Linked DNA regions of Mus musculus: all the other regions are linked to region 1. Evidence: chromatin contacts called from public Hi-C and HiChIP or PLAC-seq data. All regions are on one chromosome and are shown on one strand. The core of a region is the stretch at or near the end of the contact, and the rest is flanking DNA. Distances in the headings are between cores, read along the strand shown. Region 1 overlaps Nsmce2 (NSE2/MMS21 homolog, SMC5-SMC6 complex SUMO ligase). Region 2 has its middle 42 kb from the start of Gm36819. Region 3 has its middle 22 kb from the start of Gm36819. Region 4 overlaps Gm36819 (a long non-coding RNA gene). Region 5 has its middle 8.9 kb from the start of Gm19510. Region 6 has its middle 35 kb from the start of Gm19510.

Evidence for each region. HiChIP or PLAC-seq counts read pairs in DNA pulled down with a chosen protein or histone mark. Hi-C and Micro-C count contacts between places; a contact is called where the count stands out from the background.
Region 2: a Hi-C map of bone marrow-derived macrophages shows a contact between it and region 1, with 25 read pairs. The contact joins two enhancer-like sites. A contact is called at or near these places in 1 of 484 Hi-C or Micro-C datasets (bone marrow-derived macrophages) and 1 of 115 datasets of contacts at active chromatin or transcription factors (trophoblast stem cells).
Region 3: a CTCF HiChIP or PLAC-seq map of the NIH/3T3 cell line shows a contact between it and region 1, with 6 read pairs. The contact joins two enhancer-like sites. A contact is called at or near these places in 1 of 15 datasets of contacts at CTCF or cohesin (the NIH/3T3 cell line), 3 of 484 Hi-C or Micro-C datasets (bone marrow-derived macrophages, embryonic fibroblasts and macrophages) and 8 of 115 datasets of contacts at active chromatin or transcription factors (the NIH/3T3 cell line, embryonic stem cells, extraembryonic endoderm stem cells and 5 more).
Region 4: a contact with region 1 is called in an H3K27ac HiChIP or PLAC-seq map of trophoblast stem cells, with 6 times the contacts expected there. The contact joins two enhancer-like sites. A contact is called at or near these places in 2 of 15 datasets of contacts at CTCF or cohesin (the NIH/3T3 cell line and large pre-B cells), 10 of 484 Hi-C or Micro-C datasets (the C10 cell line, the C2C12 cell line, the N1E-115 cell line and 6 more), 18 of 115 datasets of contacts at active chromatin or transcription factors (the NIH/3T3 cell line, astrocytes, cardiomyocytes and 12 more) and 1 of 9 other capture datasets (embryonic stem cells).
Region 5: a contact with region 1 is called in a FOXA1 HiChIP or PLAC-seq map of pancreatic cancer cells. The contact joins two enhancer-like sites. A contact is called at or near these places in 2 of 15 datasets of contacts at CTCF or cohesin (CD8 T cells and the NIH/3T3 cell line), 7 of 484 Hi-C or Micro-C datasets (liver, muscle stem cells and pancreatic cancer cells) and 8 of 115 datasets of contacts at active chromatin or transcription factors (CD8 T cells, VIP interneurons, bone marrow-derived macrophages and 5 more).
Region 6: a contact with region 1 is called in a FOXA1 HiChIP or PLAC-seq map of pancreatic cancer cells. The contact joins two enhancer-like sites. A contact is called at or near these places in 1 of 15 datasets of contacts at CTCF or cohesin (the NIH/3T3 cell line) and 3 of 115 datasets of contacts at active chromatin or transcription factors (embryonic stem cells, extraembryonic endoderm stem cells and pancreatic cancer cells).

What each region holds. Positions count from the first base shown.
Region 1 is chr15:59,479,254-59,482,515 of GRCm38.p6, forward strand. All of the region lies in intron 4 of Nsmce2 (NSE2/MMS21 homolog, SMC5-SMC6 complex SUMO ligase), which reads left to right. Among named protein-coding and RNA genes, the nearest start is that of Nsmce2, 110 kb to the left of the region's middle. Within about 2 kb of position 1,503, at least 228 of the 459 cell types and tissues checked have an H3K27ac peak or open chromatin away from gene starts, as enhancers often do. A contact at or near this core is called in the C2C12 cell line, the N1E-115 cell line, the NIH/3T3 cell line and 11 more, where this site is marked.
Region 2 is chr15:59,863,354-59,866,615 of GRCm38.p6, forward strand. No RefSeq gene overlaps it. Among named protein-coding and RNA genes, the nearest start is that of Gm36819, 42 kb to the left of the region's middle. Within about 2 kb of position 1,513, at least 47 of the 459 cell types and tissues checked have an H3K27ac peak or open chromatin away from gene starts, as enhancers often do. A contact at or near this core is called in bone marrow-derived macrophages, where this site is marked.
Region 3 is chr15:59,843,860-59,847,121 of GRCm38.p6, forward strand. No RefSeq gene overlaps it. Among named protein-coding and RNA genes, the nearest start is that of Gm36819, 22 kb to the left of the region's middle. Within about 2 kb of position 1,657, at least 69 of the 459 cell types and tissues checked have an H3K27ac peak or open chromatin away from gene starts, as enhancers often do. A contact at or near this core is called in the NIH/3T3 cell line, bone marrow-derived macrophages, embryonic fibroblasts and 2 more, where this site is marked.
Region 4 is chr15:59,826,921-59,830,182 of GRCm38.p6, forward strand. It overlaps Gm36819 (a long non-coding RNA gene), which reads left to right. Exons shown (of 3, transcript XR_384128.2): 2 at 202-271; 3 at 1,241-3,262. Among named protein-coding and RNA genes, the nearest start is that of Gm36819, 5.1 kb to the left of the region's middle. Within about 2 kb of position 1,636, at least 93 of the 459 cell types and tissues checked have an H3K27ac peak or open chromatin away from gene starts, as enhancers often do. A contact at or near this core is called in the C2C12 cell line, the N1E-115 cell line, the NIH/3T3 cell line and 9 more, where this site is marked.
Region 5 is chr15:59,784,427-59,787,688 of GRCm38.p6, forward strand. No RefSeq gene overlaps it. Among named protein-coding and RNA genes, the nearest start is that of Gm19510, 8.9 kb to the right of the region's middle. Within about 2 kb of position 1,720, at least 22 of the 459 cell types and tissues checked have an H3K27ac peak or open chromatin away from gene starts, as enhancers often do. A contact at or near this core is called in hepatocytes, liver and pancreatic cancer cells, where this site is marked.
Region 6 is chr15:59,758,010-59,761,271 of GRCm38.p6, forward strand. No RefSeq gene overlaps it. Among named protein-coding and RNA genes, the nearest start is that of Gm19510, 35 kb to the right of the region's middle. Within about 2 kb of position 1,807, at least 148 of the 459 cell types and tissues checked have an H3K27ac peak or open chromatin away from gene starts, as enhancers often do. A contact at or near this core is called in the NIH/3T3 cell line and pancreatic cancer cells, where this site is marked.

The DNA of each region.
Region 1 (3,262 bases), core at 253-2,752:
GAGGAGGAGAAGCCAACATGGAGGCAGATAGTCAGGAAGAAGATCCCGATCCCATGTGGTTTTAAACAGCAACTAGTAGCTAAGATTTTCACAAGGTTAGAATAATTGGGGTAAAACTTTTATCATTATCAATTGGCTCTGAAATTATTGTATTGGCATCTTGTAAATTGTGATCTTATTGTTATATAAATCTACTTGGATAATTAAGCTTTAAGAGTGATGTTTCTACTGGATAATTAGGTGTTGAGATGGCTTTTCATAGGGTGTGTGGGGTGTTGCATGGAAGTGTGAGGAACTTGTGGGGGACATCTTAGAGATGGCCCAGTGGGAACCCTGTGGCCCTGTGGGGCGAAGAGTTGACTGCCAAGAGACTGAGCAAGTGAGATCACCTGACATGGGGGTTAGCCCTAGAGAGTTGGTAGCGGCAGGCAGGAGCATAGCCTGGCCTGGCTGAGAATTGGCGTGTTCATTTTATAATATTTCCCTCAACAATCTATTGCTTTGGGCCAAATGGTAACACAGTATACTATGACTGAAACACATAGAAGGAGGCGAATTTACCTTATGGCAGCCAGGGGGCAAAGAGATAGATGGGAATGGGCTCAGATCCCCTTTAAGGGTACTCTCCTAGCCCCCAGATGACAGATTTGGGGCTAGATTTCCTCCACTAGATTCCACATTAGAAACATTAGACCTCACTGCAGCATCACACACTAGGCAAGCTTTTGCATTATTGGCCTGTGAGGGACACTTAGAATTGGAACTGTAGCACTAATGAATGAAGGCTAAGATGGATTGCTGGTGGCTCTCCTGTCTTGCTGCCAGCCTGCTGCCCTGTCTAGTGTAGGGAGTACACTTTTCTTTCTGTTGCAAAAACAATAAGGGCATCAAGATGATAAATTTTATGTTATGTGGAATTTTTTTCTTCTAACATAAAGACAATCAGATCTTACTTACTCATTGCCTGTAACTAATTTATTTTAAAACCTGAGCCACATAACCAGACTGTCACTGTCTGTGATCCTGTGTAAAGATTCCATGTCGTACCTGTCCTTCTAATTTTCTACTGCTTTGCTAAGTCCTTTAGGCACTTTAGTCTGTTACACCGCCACAACCAGAGAATGGAGTTTTGATTTGTAATACAAACCAAGTAAAACCTATGACTAGCAGTCTCTGGAGCTCCTTCAGTGGTACAGACTTGAAGAGGGGCCTTTAATGATGCCCTGCCTGCCATGTTGCTGTCTGGGATCCAGGAAGGCAGGTAGACAGCAGTCTGAATTGCATTTGGTATTTCCTGTGTTCCAATGCCTGGATGTAAATGAGAGATGAGCATTTCAATTTGGATGATCTGGCTGGGTTCCTAAGCCGAATGGCTGCGCATATACCATAAACACCGTGAAGAAGCAACCATGGAAACACTTGTTTTCTTGTTGAGCTAAATTTACTCTGGGTTGAATATTAACACAGCTCCTGGCAGGACTTTAAAAGCAAAAATAGCTTAAGCGTGATTCACTCTGAGTCACTGCTGGTGCTGAGCTGCCTGGTGCTTGACATTGAACAAGTTGGCAGCCTGCATTGCTACATTTTTTCTAGGAACTCTGAACACATTTCATTCTTGTGAATTTGCTTGTGCAATGATATTAAATAGAGTAATATGTTTACTTTGTTTCTAAGTCAAATGAATTTGAGAATGGCGAAACTAAAGTATTTTTCTTGGGCTTTCTGGAAAAGCAAGCTTCTCAGAATTCTGTGGTTTCTTTAACAGTTTATTTTATAGGAGATTAGTAAAATATGGAAATTTTAGATTAGATACTGGGGCTTCTGGAAGTTTTGTTAAAAAGTCTAGTAGTACTATTAAGCAGGATTCATTAATCTTCTGTCCTTACCAGACAAGGTGATTGTGCCATTCACAAAGCTCTTTCCTTTTCTTTCTTACCAGGGGAGGGAGGGAGGGAGGCAGGCGGTACTGCAGCCTGCTGTACACTCAGCTAGGCGGTTAACTTAGGAAATACTTTTCTTATTTGAGATTATATAATGGGAAGTTCATGGGTTTTGAAAGGCAGACCAGACCCACCCAGGGGATCTCTGTTGGCTCTTTAAAGGCCTCCCTCACATGCCTTTCCCTGAGTCAACCCAAGTGGCTGCTAAATCGTGAGTAGCCTGTTGGCTGACTGTGGGAAAACCTAGGACAGAGCAACTCGCCTCATCCATGATCAGCTAGGGCTGAGTCTAGAACGCTATATGAGAATGGTTTTCCCTTGATGTTGCAATTTCTATTTTAACATGTTTTTGTTTAGCTTTTGGAGTTGCCCAACAGTGTAATTTCAATTGAGGTTTAGTTTCAGCTCTTCCAATTTTTTTTTTCTAATTTAAAGACACTATCATTTTGTCTTAGAACTTCAATGACTTATATAAAAAATGGTTTTCCTATGATAGTCTTAAAACCAAAAGGAGCCTAGCCTAATTTTTGATAGTATTTTGAAATTATTTTACCATAAAATTGTACATTAGAAGATGCAACTCTGGTAGAGAATTTCAACATAGTTGCATAAATTGTGTTTCATATTACAACTTGTTCTCTGCTTGACTTCACTGAAATTAATAAAAGAACCCTTTCAGAAGGATCTGGTGAGTTAGCTTTGGTTTTTTTTTTTTTTTTAAAGAACTTACTCATAGTGTATCCTGTGTTGCTAAGTTTTCAAAGTTACCCATTTCAACCACACCCAAACCCTTTCAGAGGCTTGAAATCTCTTTACTCAGATGTCTTCCCAGTAAAGATTGGGGATCTCTGTGAGTTCCAGGAGATGCGTGAGGACTGTGTAAGAGCTAATGCTTGGTGATGGAGCTGCTGCTGAGTCTTGGATACAACACACAGTTCCTTATTCTGCAGTCAGAGATCCCTTACAGCTTTCTGACTCCGGCCTTGTGGCTGCTGGGAATATCCCTGAGGTGTTTTGTCTCAAAAGGATCCATGCCTTGGAGCTAGAGAAGGGAGAATGGGTTTTTACCATAGCATTCTCCTGGCCCACGGTTGTGCATATTCTGCTGATAGCTGTGTTTTGGAGGCAGGTGAATTTTTGGCATGTCCTTAAAGTAAGTACTACAGGGTTTAGGTAAATCAGCCCTTTCAGATTGTAAACTAAAAGGTTATTAGCCTAGCTGAGTCTCAGCATAACCCGATAGTACTCTGTTACTGCAGATCAGACACACCCCTGTCCCTCTGCCCCCAAGTACCCACCGCGTGTGTGTGTGTGTGTGTGTG
Region 2 (3,262 bases), core at 263-2,762, 380 kb after region 1:
AACCAAAAAACCAAAAAAACCCAAAAAACCAAAAAGCCAAAAATGGAACAGACACTGAAGAAAGGGCCATCTGGGGACTACCCCATGAGGGGATCCATCCTGTCTGCAGACACCAAGCTCAAGACACTGTTGCTGGTGCCAAGAGGCACTTGTTTGACAGGAGCCTGGTGTGGCTGTTCCCTGGGAGGTTCAGCCAAGAACTGGCCAATGCAGAAGTGGATGCTTGGAACCAACCATCAGACTGAGCCAACCACTGAGCTGTCCCAGTGAGTTTGCTGGTGGAAGGACTGGAGGGGTGGAGAGGGATTGCAACCCCATAGGAAGAAGAGTGTTGGCTGGCTGGACCACCCAGTAATCCCAGGGACTAGACCACCAGCCAAGGAGTGTACAGGGAGGGATCCATGACTCCAGATACATATGTAACAGAGGATGGCCTTGTCTGACATCAATGGGCGGGGAGGCCCTTGGGCCTGTGGAAGTTTGATGTTCCAGCATAGGGGAATGCTGGAGTGGTCGGGCAAGAGTAGGTGAGGAGCACCCTCATAGAGGCAAAGGAGAGGCAGGAGAGGGTGGATGTGGGAGGGGCATTTGTGGAGGGGTAGCTGGGAAGTGGGATATCATTTGAAATGCAGACAAATAGAATAATTAATAAAAATAAAAAGACTTGAGTATTCACAGAAATGACCCTGGAAAATCCATGGATCCCAATGGATTAACAAGGTAGGTGCTTCACAGGGTCAAGAACTAATTATTGATGCCTTTATAATGTCGTTCTATTGTGAAGGTGAGAAAGCTTCTCCATCTTGTCCCAGCTGAAGCCATCTTTGGCTCCCTCACCCCCTGCTATTAGAAGTCCCGTGGGAAAGCACCCAACCTTGTTTTAGAAACTCGGGGTTGAAATGCCCTAGCTAACGGCATGCTCTTGACTCTTGGTAAACTGCTTGTTAAACTTGCTTCCCTGCTGGCAAACCAGGATATAGTTTTTCTGTGTTCTTTAATTTTGAAAGCTCCCTGCAATGCGCTTTCAGGGCTGCCTTTTGGGAAGCGTTTCTCTTCAGGCCGTCCCCAGCCTGCTCAATACAGACTCCCAATTCAAATTTTGGTCATGCCGGGTGAGTGGTCCTTGGGTCTTTACCAGGTAACACTATTACTAAAATACCATTGAACAGCGACTGTACCAGTAATAGCTGTGTTAGTAGCAGTGCTTGTCACATGATGAGAATTGGGTAAGCCAGGGGCTATGGCTGGTGAGACTAAGTGGTAAACTCTACATTCCGTTGCTAACATCCCTTCATTCTCGGTGGCTGAACAGTTACTTAAGCTTTGATGCGAATCGTGTTGTTATGGGGAGCGTGTCTTCTCAACAAACAGCGACTTGAGGACCCTTCCATTTTGTGAACGTCGTTAACTAAGGAGCTGTTGAAGTCATCGTGGAAGGGGAAGAGAGAGTGTGGCAATAGGTCAGAGGCTGTGACAGCACCCATCGGTCAGCATCCTACTGAACTAACTGCAAGGGAGATCCAGAGATGTGGTCTCGCGTGCTTGGGGAAAAGAGGAAACAGGCTTGGGGAGCGTCTAGAAGCTTCTGCCATTGTGCAAGCAGTAGAGGGAGATTGTACGCTTGGAAGTCTAACTGGAAGTCATAGACTGGAGGGGCGTGCTGGCAAACAGGGTGGAAATCAGGGGAGGTAGTTAGCCGGTACCAGCCAAAGCTAATCTCAGGTCAGCAGTGCAGTGTTTGTGCTCTTAGCTCTCTCATCCTTGGGGGTTGCGCTGCTTACACTGAGAAGGCATCTGAGAATCTGACAATTGGTAAAGGGCTAGAGGCAGACATTTATAAGAAAGGAAATAACTTGAGAGAAAACGTGTGGATAGTGCGGACCACCGCAGTTAAGAACTCTTTTTTCCCCCCGCGTAGCCCTATTTGTCTCCCCCTGGTGGCCATTATAAGCAACCATAGTTCCCTTCCCGGAGCTTAGCTGCTTGAGCAAGATCAAGTTATTCATCTCCTCAGTCACCCGAGCATCCTTGATGTCAGACTCCCAGCAGTTGACAGTTCTAACAGCAGCTCTTGGTGATGGTTTCTGAGGAGCAACAGTGATGTAAAAACCCAGCATAGAAACTCAGGAGACTCATTTGACTGCCTTCTGTCCATCTAGAGCAGTGGTTCTCACCCTTCCTAGTGCTGTGACCGTCAATTCAGCTCCTCATGTTGTGCTGATCCCAACCACAACATTATTTGTGTCGCTACTTTGTAGCTGTAATTTTCTACTGTTATGACTTGTAATGTGCAGGATATCTGGTGTGCGACCCCTGTGAAAGGGATGTTCGGTCCCCACAGGGCTTGCCACCCATAGGTTGAGAACTACTGATCTAAATTTTTCAGAATTCAGAACTTTTCCTTCAGTGACGCTGACAGATGCCCTTCACCTTTCTGTGTGATTTTTTTGGGGGGGGGGGAACAAATCATCTAAGGATGGAGACGTTTGCACTTTCTAGGTGCCTTTGTTGACGCCCCACAACCTTAATCACCTCATCATATGGGTGTGCACTAAAACAGGGAGGCCAAGTTTTCAGATGAGGAAACTGAGGTCCAGAGAGCCTATGTGACTTGTTGAAGGTGCCATTGCTCTTAACGTGTCAGAGCTTGTGCTAGTGCGATGGCCACAAGACGCTTTCTTTCTTCACACGGTGTTGTACCAATCATAACCACAGCTGTGAGGGAGGTGTTTTAAGGTCCTCTCAGCCATTCTGGCCCAGATGGCCTATGGTGTTCACACTAGTGATCTCTGGTGTGGTGGAGAAAGCACACATCGAGCGACTGCATCTTTTAAGTACTTAGATTTTTGATATGTCACTCTTGCCTTGCCAGATCTTCTTCTTTTATTTTTGCACAATGTGTTTAATCATCATGTACCACTGTGGGCATTTTCTAGGCTAAATTTAGATGACTGAAGTCCCCGCCCAGAACCCTCACCATCCTTTAAATAACCTAGATTATTTTGAAAAGTTCCAGCCAGGCTCCTGGCTTTGGGGGAACAAATAAAAAAAGATATGGGCTGTGTCCTTGATTGGGAGAAAGCCGACCTGTAGGGCAGTTGGGAAAAGCGCTGGATCGGGGGTGGGGTGGGGGTGGGGCTAGTGGGGTAGAGTGGAGTTGGGTGGGCGGGAGCGGAGCCGAGCGGGGCGCTGAAAACCTTGTTGAGACATCAAGACCAGTCCTGATGTAGAGAAAAGAGGAAAAGTTTCCGTGGTGAATTCA
Region 3 (3,262 bases), core at 407-2,906, 360 kb after region 1:
CACTTCCTCCTTCCAGCAGTCATCAACTTCCAACAGCTCATCAGTCAGGGCTGGGGCCTTGGGAGACCCTCCCCCAACCATACTGGGATATTTAACTGATTTCTGAACCCATGTAAGCTACTGTTGAGTTTGTGTATGAAGCACACTTGCCATGACCAGAAGACAGCACTTCACAGAACCCCTCTCCATCCTCCAACCTTTGTCAGAGAAACTTCTTACAGTAGTTGGTAGTGGTTACTACAGGCATGGATTGCTATTCAAGTGCTGAGAATAAGCAACAATAAAAAAATAATAACAGTAATTAATAGTCAGCTATAGATGGGATATCCCCAAGGTACATGGCACACTCCAGAAGAGGGGACAGAAAGAATGTATGTATACATAACACAGGCACAGCTTCCAGAGTCTGTTTAGTGTTGTTTTGTATGCACAGGCTGACCACTTGGGATTAGACAACCTATCAGGGGTCACTGTTCTTGGAGAAAGCTGGTTCTTGAAGTCCCCCAATGATCATCTGTAGCTCTTTGTCTAGGCATGGAACTTTGTGAAATTTTCCCATCTACCTTGGCACATCAACTGGAGTTGTTATTATGCAAGTCTTGATTAGACAACCATATTGAGATTTCATGGGTGTAGCTTTCCTGTCATGTCTAGATGATACTATCTAACACTGAGTGTCCTGGTTCTCTGGCTCTTATGATATTTCTGCCCCTTCTTGGGAGGTTTCCCCCAAATGATGCACTGTGATTGTATATGGGTCAGCACTCTGCATTGAGACGAGATTACTTCTTGTCTCTGAAACTGGATCTTGAGAGCTTACTTAAGTCCAGAGTCAGGATAGAGATGGGATGTAGCGTCTGGTGCAAGATCGGATCATGTTTGGCCTCAGTTCATTGAACTGGACTTAAATGAATCTAGTCATATTGTAAGTTATACCTGCACATTCAAACTATCACCCATAAGGATCATTCTACAGATATCAATGACCTTGAAACAACCGTTCCCTGGAGAATGAGATTCATTCCTGGTTCTCGATATGAATACGGCATTGGTAGTCTAGGTGGTAACTCACTCTTTTCTAGACTTGAAAGAATTAGAATGTTAAAGAGAAAAGTGTTGGGGTACCAGGCAAGTGACACTGTAGCCCACTGTGGAGGCTGAATGATGGCAGACAGCATGAGTTCTGGAATCCCACTGTGTGCACTGATTGAACTATGTCCTGGCTGTGTGACTTTAGGCTAGTTTCTGAGTCTGTCTGCTCTTCGTTGACCATGACGGTAAGTTGAGGATTCGTCACCTACCTTACAGAATGGTTGAGTATGTTAGCAAAAAGGGAATGAATGGGTCTGTGCTTACCACATAGCAGATGTTGTGCAATTGTTCCTTCCTCATGTCCCTGCCCTGCACTGGGCTGGAATGTCTCCCCGGTGATCCCACCTAACAGGACTTGTTATGTTCTAGTTGTTAATCTCCTTCCCATATTAGTTCATGGCTGTGTTCCTGGTGCCTAGCAGCCGAGTGCCTGAGACATCCCTGGTGTTCCGTGTTATTCTTAATAATATTTGTCAGGAGGAATGAAAGGATTCAGAGATCAGCTGGCCCAAGCTGGAGCCCTGAAGATCAGTGTTACAGGAATTAGGTGTGAGTCATCTAGGCATGTGGCCATGGCCTGAGGAAGCCTGCTTCTAGGTCCGGAATAATCCGAATCTTCCAAGGGGAGGCACATGGAGACAGGAAGGGCTTACTCAATACCTGCTCTGGGCCAGAGGTTGACATGAGCTTGTCCCTCACTGAGGCACACGGTGTTAGAGCAGGTCATCACCAACAGATGGCACTCTGATGGCCAAATGGAGGAGCCCTCAGGGTCCTACTCTCTCGGTCCACCTGCCCAGACATGGGAGGAAACTGGGCAAAGACTTAGAGTTGAGCAGAAAATCCAACCTTTTTCTCTTGCCAAACCACCTCTGCAAATTATGATGCCTTCAGAGTCTGGGTTTCCTTCTTAAACAAAATTCTGAATCAGTTGTAATTCCTGTCCTGTGAGGAGGAGAGAAAAAAACCTTTTCTCCCACAGGTACAACTTCCTGTTAATGTTTCCCTTTTAAAAATTAGCACATATTGTATAACACAATTAAATCAAATAATCAATGTTACCACAACACTCTTCTATATGTATATTATGAACTTTGGTCTCTTGCTTCATTTCCTATTTATTTTGTGTGTATGTGTGTATGAGTGTGTGTGTGTGTGTGTGTGTGTGTGTGTGTGTGTATGTGTAAGCCAGAGGACATATCTGAGAGCCCTTCCTTAAGAACATTAGCCTTTGTTTGTTGATTCAGGAGCCAATATGTATGTATGTATGTATGTATGTATGTATGTATGTATGTATACATATACATACATATATTTATAATAAATGACAGGGTCTTGTTATATAGCTTAGTATGGCTTCAAACTCATGATGCTCTTGCTCCCCTCACTGCTGGGATTGCTCCTGTGTACTGGCATGCTCCGTTTCATCATTTAGATCTTAATTTGACACCTGTTTCTATTGTACTGTTCTGCAAGCTGCTGCTCAAAGTAATTTATGAGTATTGGCTCACTCTAACCATCTTGCTGGCCTTAGAAGATTGGTACCATCATCCCTACCTGATGGGAGATTGAAGCACAGAGATGCAAGGTGTATCACTTATGACCTATAACTAATGTGTCATAGGAATGGGGGACCAACTGGCTAGTTCCAGAATCAGGGCTCAGAATGACTCCATCTCATTGTTGTCTCGCTTGCTACCTTCATATACGGCTCAGACAACCTACCAAGGAACCATTGCTGCTGAGAGATCTAAGGATATAGGGGTTCCAAGGAGACATGCTTGCTCAAGTTTGCTCAGCTGCATGAGGTGGGGCGGCAACCGAGACTCATGATGTCTGATTCCTGAGTGGCAGCAGGCTGGGCTAACTGACCAGTCTACAGAGGAAAGAGGTCTTCCCTTAGAGGTTCAGAATCCGTGGGTGCCTCCCAGAGAGTCCTTTTCCAATCTGTTTTGTTTTTTTTTTTCTTCCCTGTCTGCTTCTTCGTCTGCTTCATGTTCAATGTCAGTGTCAGTGCTGATGGTAGCAGGCATCTTGTCTTGCCTTTGACCATGATGGGGTGCTGCTAAGGCTTCCTCTTCTCTCTTTAGAGCTTTCTTCCTTTCTATTTACTGGATCTCCTTCTGTCTCTAGCCAAGCTCTGCATCAGCAGCAGCAAGATGGGGTATGG
Region 4 (3,262 bases), core at 386-2,885, 350 kb after region 1:
CAAGAGAGCTTGCGTTTCTTCAAACGCAATGCAAGGATCATGGCAATTCATTCCTTAAAAGCTTTGTGTTGGGACAAATACAACCCCAGCCTCACGCAGGCCTGGGGCTGGTGAGTCACATGACAGAAGCCAGCTCTTTATGATTTTTAAAAATATACTGTGGTTCTCATTTTCACACCATTGAAACTACTTGTTGTCTAGGACCCACTCTCTTGAGACTGGCTCATTGGAGTAGAGGACCCTGTCCTTCTGTCTGGCTCTGCCATCCTGGGTAAGTCTCCTTCACAGACTCAGTTTCCCCATCTGCTGATGGTGGTACTCAGCTCTCTACAGAGATCAAGTGATCACAACCAAAGAACACTTGGGATGTGAATGTGAGGAATGGTGTACAATGGTCTTTTGCCTTAATTTTCTAGCGTTTGAGTCTTCTTTACCCTGGATGGCTCTGTGCATCCTTCTTAGCAGCAGGATCTCTGGCCTGAAGGCCAGCCAAGCCTCCAGGACCTCTCATCTGTTGAACACTGAGCAGGCAGCCATGTGCCCAGAGGTGCTCAGTATATGAAGAGTAAACTGCACGGTAAAAGCCATGCATTTACAGAGCATGGTCATGCCACAGAAGCTGGATATGGAAAGATGGCAGCTCTATATGCATATGTAAGGTCAAAGCCCACAAAAGGCCTAGCAAAGGGCAGGGTGATCGTAATGCAGCCGCTGCATTATTCATTCAGAAAGGCAACCGTTGCTCTCTGGCTTTGGGAGACGAGGGGGAGAGTAAACAGACATGGGTCCTTGAAGGGACACAGTTGAACAGCTTAGGGACTGACCTGACTGGGGCAACAGGGAATAAAAGAAAGCAGGCACAAAGGCACAGGCGCAGGAAAGCTGGGACCAGGTGGGTCATGTGCTCTGATAGAACTCAGCAGTTCATTTCATACACCCGTACTAAGGAGCTGGGTTGGCTGTCCACAGCTGAACAAGTGTGTAGTATGCAGCTGAAGGAGGAGGGCAGACTTAACTAGTCTTGGTGGGGGTCTCTATGGGGAGCAGTCTCGGGCTGTGAACACACGGGAGGAGGAAGCTGCCCTGGACATTTTCTGCCAGTATCCAATATCCATGCACCAGGGAAAGGCTTTCTAATTCCCGTGAGTCTGAGGCATTGGTGGCATTGACGTGACCACTTTCGTGGCCCTTTTCCTGTCACCAACAAACATTCACTCAGGACTTTATTCACTCCCCGCAGTACCAGGCATATACGAGCAGAAGCATCCTGTCACAGAGTGACGTCATCTTTCTGGAGTCATCTCCTCTTCCCTCGTCGTCCCACTCATTCCTCTCCTGTGCTGACCACATTCTGGGGAAGGCCTGGAAGAAATGGAAGCCATCCTTCACGAGTCCCCCACCAGGTGCTTGGCACGGTGCTCTGCATCTGATGTGAAGTTCGCACTAAGTCCGGGACTGTAATTCTCCTTTTGCTGACAGTGAAAGAGTCCTCAGGAAAGCAGGGTGCCTTTGCGCAAGGCCAACCAGCAAGAAACAGGACCTGGATGACAGAGCCAGCTGCCTCCCCATATGAGGGCACTGGGAGAAGCGGGGTAGGCAAGGAAGGAAGCGGAGTCATTCACTGCCTCAGGCAACAAGCAATAGATTTCCCTAGATCCCGTCTGCTAGGCACTTAGATGCTTGGAAGCTGAGGCTGCAGAAACTGGCTTCTTTCTGACTCAGAGGTGCCATCTTCAGGCCAGCGGAAGTGTTGCAAACAGGAACAAGCACCTGCCCCTCTGCTCTCCACTAGACAGGCACCACCAGATGCTGGCTGGGGAAGGGACCTTCCATCTTAAAATATTCCAGAGTGAGGCAGAGGGATGGACTAGCTCAGAGTTACAGAGTTAGAGATGGCAGAACAGGAGCTGCACCCCTATGACCCCGTCAGTGACCCCTCACTTTCCAGACTCTCTTTCATCATCTTTCATCATGCATCCTCACTTTCTTCCCACTCTCCTCTTCCTCTTTCTTCTTCCCCTTCTTCCTCCCCTCCATCCGACAGCTGTTATTGAGCACTTTGTAGGTTTTGGGCATAGTCTCCCGCCTGGGATAGGAAGTCTGGGTGCGGGAAAGTCTGCTCTCAGGGATCGTTGTTGAATTGATTAGTTGACATCGTAACTTTCCAACTATAGCTGAGATGCATAGAGCAAGTCTTACCACATTTCAGGCCCTCCATAGAGGCTTCGTCTCACTGACTTCTCACAGAATAGAAGATTCAGCCGTGGGGCAGTTTGGGAGCATGCTCAGTAGGACCCAGTAAGTTGTGGAGCCGTGACTCAAAACCCAGATCCTTTCTACCTCAGAACCAGAGATGTCAACTGCAGTGTTGTATGTCTTCTCTAAAGGATAACCCAGGAAGCAGGCATGTTCTCATAACATTTTGTTCTCTACAATATTTGCTTGTTCTGGGTCTGAGCGAGGTGAAGGCCATCTTCTCCAGTTCCTTGCTTCTGAATTCTGAGGATTTTTATTGAGGTATTGTTAGGTCCTGGTTACTGAGCAAGGTATCAGGCACAGGGAAGGGACTGACTCAGAGAGAATCATGACGTGTAGATGGCAGTGTTACAGAATCAATTAGCAATCATGTCTTTGTAGAAGCACTCCACATCACTGGGAAGGATCCAGTTACATTGTCTGGTAGAAGTGGCCCTCCTCTCCCAGTTGTGTAGTGAATTACCTGAGTGACCAGACATACAGTCCCTGACTCAAGTCTCCTAGAAACACAGGCCAAATTCAAAGAGCTGAGAGACAAAATGGTCACATGAGCCTTTACAGGGCAGCTGAGGGGCCTGGGAATCCTAAGATAAAGACGGGTTTCTGGTCCCCTCAACAGGGGCCATCATCAAGTTTTGAGGAAATGAGCCTCTGTGTTCTGATACCATTTTAGTTTCCATTTCTTCATTAGCTACAAGCTTGCATTTCTCTTAAGTTCACAGGAATCCTGCCTTTGTTCTTCCTTTTTATGGGGAAGGTCTAGCTTCTCCTATGTGTGTGGATGTGCTCATGAGCACGCACGATTGGCTCCTGAAAGTAGAACTCACCAGCTTATAGGTGTCATATCCGAAGCCAGAAGATGAAGTGTGACCATCAGAAGCCACTTAAGGAATTTCTCCACCAAAGCTACAGTGACATCCTTAGACAAGGAAGCCCCATCATGTGCACGTGTCTTAGGCAGAGGGCAGTGCAGCACAGAGATGCGCTTTAACACTTCTCCTCCCTG
Region 5 (3,262 bases), core at 470-2,969, 310 kb after region 1:
CCCCATGTTTGTGAAATACCTCAGAGGCACTGTCCCAGTGCCACCTGACTAGTTTTCTGATTGCCACACGGCCCTGGCTCCATCTGGCAATACTCAACTGCGGCTGACTTGATTTTGAGATGTTTGTGGCCTTAGCCCTCGCTCTGCCTGCCCAAGTAAAGTGGGCTTTTTACCTTCCCAGCTTTGAATACCATTTGATGGGTTTGGAATTAGCTCTGCGGGCCTGTGGTGAGCATTGTGGCCGTGGATGGCTTACTCAATCTCTCTGGGCCCTAGCCACTTCCACTGCGTGCTGATAACAATTCCTACCGTGTATGATTGTGAACTACATGTGTGACACCCAGACAGGAGGTCAGGACCTCAGGTCACTAGCAAACTTCCTGCCCTTCACAACCCGCCCCCCCACCCCCCCAATCCCAAGTTGCCGAAAGCAAAGCTGACCTCCCTGATCTTCAAGTTGTTTAAATTCAAACGTACTTTTAATTTTTGCAAATGTATGGTTGTCAAATTTTGCCTGAAAGCAGGCAGTAATTGAAAGCAGTCTGGTTAATAGATACCTTAATGGGAGCCCAGAAACCCCTGAGATGGACTCAAGAATTGCTTTAAGTTCTTAGTAGCACTGCCCTAAAGGGACAAATCCAATAATTATTGAGCTTCTATTATGTGTCATGAACAAAGAAAGTAGTATTGCATGTAATTTTCATTTTAAAAAATTTCCTTAACCTTAAGCAGATAGCGTTACTTTAAAGTACTTAGTTACTTAAAGTACTTAGTACTTACTAAATATTAACTGAACGACCTTTATGTGGTAAGCATTGTTCTATAAAGAACATGCAAGAAACCTGACAGCCAGCCTGGAGACATGACTTACTGAAGGTCACATGAAGCTGTTCCATGGCGGTCCCGATACCATTCTAACCCTTTTAAGTCTTAGCCTAGGATGCTTAGGCACAGATGCAGGCATGCATATATGGGCACCCATAAAACACAGCATACGAACATGTTCATGCATAAAAGCACACCCACAATCACATGCACACACACACATGTACACACACACACACACATATATCATGTCAACATACACATGCTCACATACTAGAACAGCACAGCAAGCAATTGCATCTATATTCCGTTCTCACACATCTGCAAGGACACATGTGCTTGCACACGTTCATATGCACATTCTGCACATCAGAGTATCAAATTTCTGAGAACTCTGGCTCCCAGAAACAGCAGCCTTTACAGATGCAGCCAATGTTTTATCCTCTGTTCCTCTCTTCTTCCTCTTTCCATCCTTCTTTTTCTTCGTCCACCCCTCTTCTACCACTTTTCTTTCTTTCCCCTTTCAATTTCTTCGTCCCCCCAACTTCATTCTGTAGCCATATGTCTCTTCCTACCTTTCTAGCTATGACATTTTAGCTCATTTGCAGCCTCTGCCCTGCCCCACCCCCTCCCACCCCCATGGCTCATCAGAACAATCAAGCACAAAATTGAGACTCTTCGAGGCCACTAGGAGTTGAGTCTGCATGGCACACTGTACCTTGGCTAGGCTTCCCCCTATGCAGATGTGCTGACCCCTGGGAACCCCTCCTCTGTGCCTTCGCCCAGAGTGTATTCATGGTCAAGTCTGGTTGTTGAAGTTGAGAGTCCCCAGCCTGGCCCCAACCTGCTCTGCTCTCTCATACATGTGCCAAGTGCCTGTGAAGACTTCTTCCAACTGTTTCATCATGCCTCGGGGTGGGGATGCAGCTCTTCTGCATTTCAACACTCTGTTTCCACCTGGCACTTCCATTGCCAGCTAATAGGTGAAGTAACTCATCTCCAGGCTGACATCCATCACGCTGTGCTTTATGGGGACCCGCACTCTGATCCCTAACATGCTCATGGGGCTGTGACAAGACCAACCTGTAGCCTTTAGTAGCCACCAGCGGTGGCTTGGGAGGGGGCAGTGGTTCTGGGTTTCTCAGCTCATCTGTAGAGATAATTCAAAATCTGCATTATTTCATCATCTCGGCAACTCAAGGTGGGGGTGGTGGAATTTGAGAAACTTCGGCAACTCCTGGGTCTCAGTCCAACTGAGGATCTTTCCCAACTCATCTGCTTTCTTGTGGTATCTGGGACATCTCTCTCTGTCTCTGTCTCTGTCTCTGTCTCTGTCTCTGTCTCTGTCTCTGTCTGTCTCTGTCTCTGTCTGTCTCTCTGTCTCTCTGTCTATCTCTGTCTCTGTCTGTCTGTCTGACTGTCTCTCTCTCCTCTCTCTCTCTCCTCTCTCTCTCTCTCTCTCTCTCTCTCTCTCTCTCTCTCTCTCTCTCTCTGTGTGTGTGTGTGCCTTCAGCACTTAGCCTTTACCATTAAGGGCTCCTGAAGCTTTTCTGCCAAGCTCTTTCTCACTGGGACCCTTGGACTCCCAGCATTGATCCTCTCCCAGGCTGTTTGACTGCATTGCCCAATTGGGCAGGTTTGATAGGGCAGGCTAGTGAGTTCAAGCCTCATAAACAGTTCCCAGGTGTGGGGACAGTGTATTCTGAAGATCGCTCAGGAATGGCTTTAGCAACATGTACTTTGTCTGGGGCAAGTTCACTGTAACACCACACACACACACACACACACACACACACACACACACACACTTGGAGAAGATTCAACAGGAAGATGGAAAGAGGAGCCTTAGTGTGGATGGTACACTGTAAAACAGAATATTGCCTGGTGAGAGAAAGGGAACCAAGCCCCAGGTGCTTCGTGGCATGGGGCCAGATCTCGGAATTGTTCAATAGAAAGAAATGGAATTCTGGAGGTGGGGTTCTCTTGAGCACTTAACTGATAGTCTTATATGGTGATTGCTTATGATTCAGACTGATGTTGTAACCAGACCATAAATGCTTAGCTGGCAGGGATTGGGGCTTATGGCTATCCTTCCTTTCTTGTGCTACTTAACTCGGAGCCTTATATCTAGGTAGTGTTCAATAAAGGCACAAAAGGAAAGGAACTTAGGCTGCATTTGTTTGATACTACTTTATGTCCCAAACCTCCTGCTGTGAGTTAATCCATTTGATGGTTGAGGTCATTTTTGGGGCATGTGATCTTTTCTCTTCCCTCTCTGGTTCCCATTTCAGTGCAAAGTAGTGCCCAACCTTGAGGAGCTATGTTTTACACACACACACACACACACACACACACACACACACACACACACGGTTATGTGGGTGACTGTAGAGTCTGAACACAGGCTGCAACCAGGCTACATGAAGTGAACACAGGC
Region 6 (3,262 bases), core at 557-3,056, 280 kb after region 1:
GATTATTTGTGTGTACATGTGTGTGTTGATGGTTGTGTTTGTCACAATATGTATGTGGAGAGTAGAGGAAAACTTTGTGAAGATAGTTTACGACTGTCTGTCTTTACAAGGGCTCCCAGGGTTGAATTCAGGTCATCAGGTTTGTGTGGCAAACACCTTTATCTGCTGGGCCATCTTGCTGGCCCAAGCTGACAATTTGGGAAGTTGATTTAGAAAGTTGGATAACTTCAGACTCACCAGTAAGTGCATAGGGTGCAATACATTTGTGAGACCTTGACAAACCAATATAAAGTCTGTTGGAGATTGGTTCTAATGCTTTGATCCAATTGGGAATCTGTATGGCCTTATCTAAGGGTCCTTGTCCCCAATCGGTTTTTGATCAAGCAATAAAGATGCCACTGGCTAATGGTTGGGAAAGGGGTGACAGGGCAGGGCTCTTAGAGTTGCTGTGGGGGAGGAGATGGAGGATCGCCATGATGCAGTGGGAGGTGGAAGAGATTAAGAGCTGCAGAGGGAAGATCATCTGAAATGTAGGAGGAAAGGGAAGCAGCCCCTGACAGGGCTGCCCAGAAGTGTCTTGGGCAGTAAAGACCAATGGGCCTCACAGAAGGTAACAGGGCAGCAAAGTTAAAGGTAGATTTAGAAGGTGTTGAGCCAGGAATACTGGAGGGAAAGTATGCTAGCCGTGGGAGGATTAGAACTGCCCAGCCATTAAGCTAGACAGCATATTAAAAATAAGCTAATGTGTGTGTGTGTGTTCCATTTGCAAATCCAAAGAGTTCCTGGGCAAGTAGCTGGAAGCATATGACCTGCTGGGTGCACAAAAACGGTGTAGCTAAAAACTCACCGCTACAGAATCCACTGTCTACTTGGAAAACATACATTTATTAATTACTCTATGTGGTCCACATTTAATATTGTCCAGCATGCACCAGACATCGGAGATACAGAAATGAATCAAATTCTATTTAGGGTACTGAGTGTGAGACTGGCGTTTGGAGACTGAAATGCTAGCTTCATATGCTGCCTGCATGACTAGAGTAGTTACCTACTGAGTCTTAGGCTCCTCATCTGTAAAATGGGTCTCATAGTAGCAGCACTGTCCTCAGGGGTTAGTGGTGACGATAGATGTGGGAAGCCTCATGGTAAGTGAGCTAATTTGAGATTTAGAGCAGTGCCTGGCATATAAAGAATGCTATGCAAGGTATTTCCTCAAGGAATTAAGTCTGTTGGCAGAGGACACCTCTCTCTCTCTCTCTCTCTCTCTCTCTCTCTCTCTCTCTCTCTCTCTCTCTCTCTTTCTCTCTCTCTCTTTCTCCCTCTCCCTCTCTCTTTCTCTCCCCCCCACTCTCTCCCTCTCTCTGTTGCTGTTGCTTTCTTCATTTAAGGAACTGAAGAGTTGATCAGATCTATTATGTTCTTCATGTTGTGTTTGGGGCAGAGGACTCTCTTTCCTTCTTGCCTCCCATCCTATGGAGTAAGACTCCATCATGAGAAAAAAAAAATAGACTCAAAGCACGCTATGGTTGCCTCTGCTTTACACTATCAATAACAAGACTGGGTGAGAAGAGGCTGGGAATGCAAGGTGCTTGGAGAGTGTTCAGCAAAATGCCACCCACTGGCCTGGGAGGGGAGGGGGTGAGTGGAGGGAGGAATAGTTTCCATTTTTGTCAGGGACCTCACTGTCCTGTGGAGCAGATGTAGCTTTCAGCCTCTGGCAGTGAGGATGGCAAGACAGAGCAGAACAGAGCCCATATTTGGCCAGGGAAGAAGTTCACTTCTCTCCACACCCTCTGACTCACCCTCCCGGCCCGCCAGCCTGGGGCTGAGCTCACAGCCCTCTGACTCAGGCACTGTGGGGTACCCTCTTCAGAGAGGGAGGTTGTCCCAGCACCGAGCTGCAGCCTCGGTTGGGACTCTTTCTCTTTATTAGTTCCTGCTTGTTCTGGGGCTGAGCCTGATGCTGTCTTTGCTGCTGCCCCTCACAAAAGCCCTTTCCACAGAGGATGGGCAGCTCTGAAGAGACCCTTGCATGCAGAAATGGGTCCTGCAAGGTTTGACTTTGTTTTGGGATGTCACCCTTGTGTCTCCCCCTGGAGTAAGCAGTAGACAGTCACTTGGATAGATGGAAGAGTTTTTCCTCTGATGGCAGGAAGGGGGGGGTGGTGGTGGGAATAAAGGGGTGGAGAGGTAGGAGTTCTTGACTCTATGTGACCTCACCCCTTTTTAGGTTTCCTAGCTACATGTGTTAGCCAATCTCACAGGAGATAGCAACTGTATAGGGAACTTTCCAGGCTGCAAGAGCACACGCTCAGAGGAGCTGTATTCGTTCCCTTATTGGTTTTTGTGTGGTCCCTGGAGATTAAGCACTGCTTCTCCTTGGAGCTGGTGGAAGTCCAGACTCTCAGCTCTGACCTGGCCAGCTGGTTGTGTTGTGATTCTTCTCCTGAGGACAGACAGGCATGATGAACTTTGGTCAGCTCTGAATACTTGGACATCTGCTGAGTTTCACACCCCAGACCTATTTCCAGAGGTTGTCACCTTACTGGGCTCAGGTGCATCCTGGACACCTTCAGAGTTGCCTGGGTGACTCAAAGGTGCAGGAAAAGGTCTCCACCATGCTAAGTGAGTCAGGGTGATGCTGATAATCCAGGCCACACACTCCAGTGCATTTAACATCTGGTCGGGCACAGAAAGGAGCCAGCCAGGCTAGGCTTAGCACATGCAAACACATGTGAACCGCAGAAGATGGAGGGTGACTGTTATCAGGGTGACACAGCCCAGCGCTACTGGCTACTGACCTGAAACCAATTGGATTATTGGCACACCTGAATGCACAGCACATGAAACCAGGGGGCCGCACGCATCTCCTGGAGTTTTGAGAAATGCCAAGAAATAGGGGCTGGGGAGATGGGTCAGTGGGTCACTTGATGCACGAGTGTGAAGACTGACCAGGATCCATTAAGAGCCAGGTGGGCAAGGTGGCCACCTGAAATCTCAGCATGTGGGAGGTAGAGATGTGATCCTCAGAGCAAGGTGGCTAGCTAGACCAGCTGAAATAGCAAGTACTAGGTTTAGTGAGAACCCTTGCCTCAGTGTAGAAGACAAAGAGCAACAGAGAGTCAGTATCAACCTTGGGCAGGTACACATTCGCCTGCACACATGTGTATCTACACATATATGAATGTGCATACACTCGAATACATGTAACACACCCACACTCAAAAGAGAGAAAAACAAATGCCAGAAGTAGAGCTTTTCA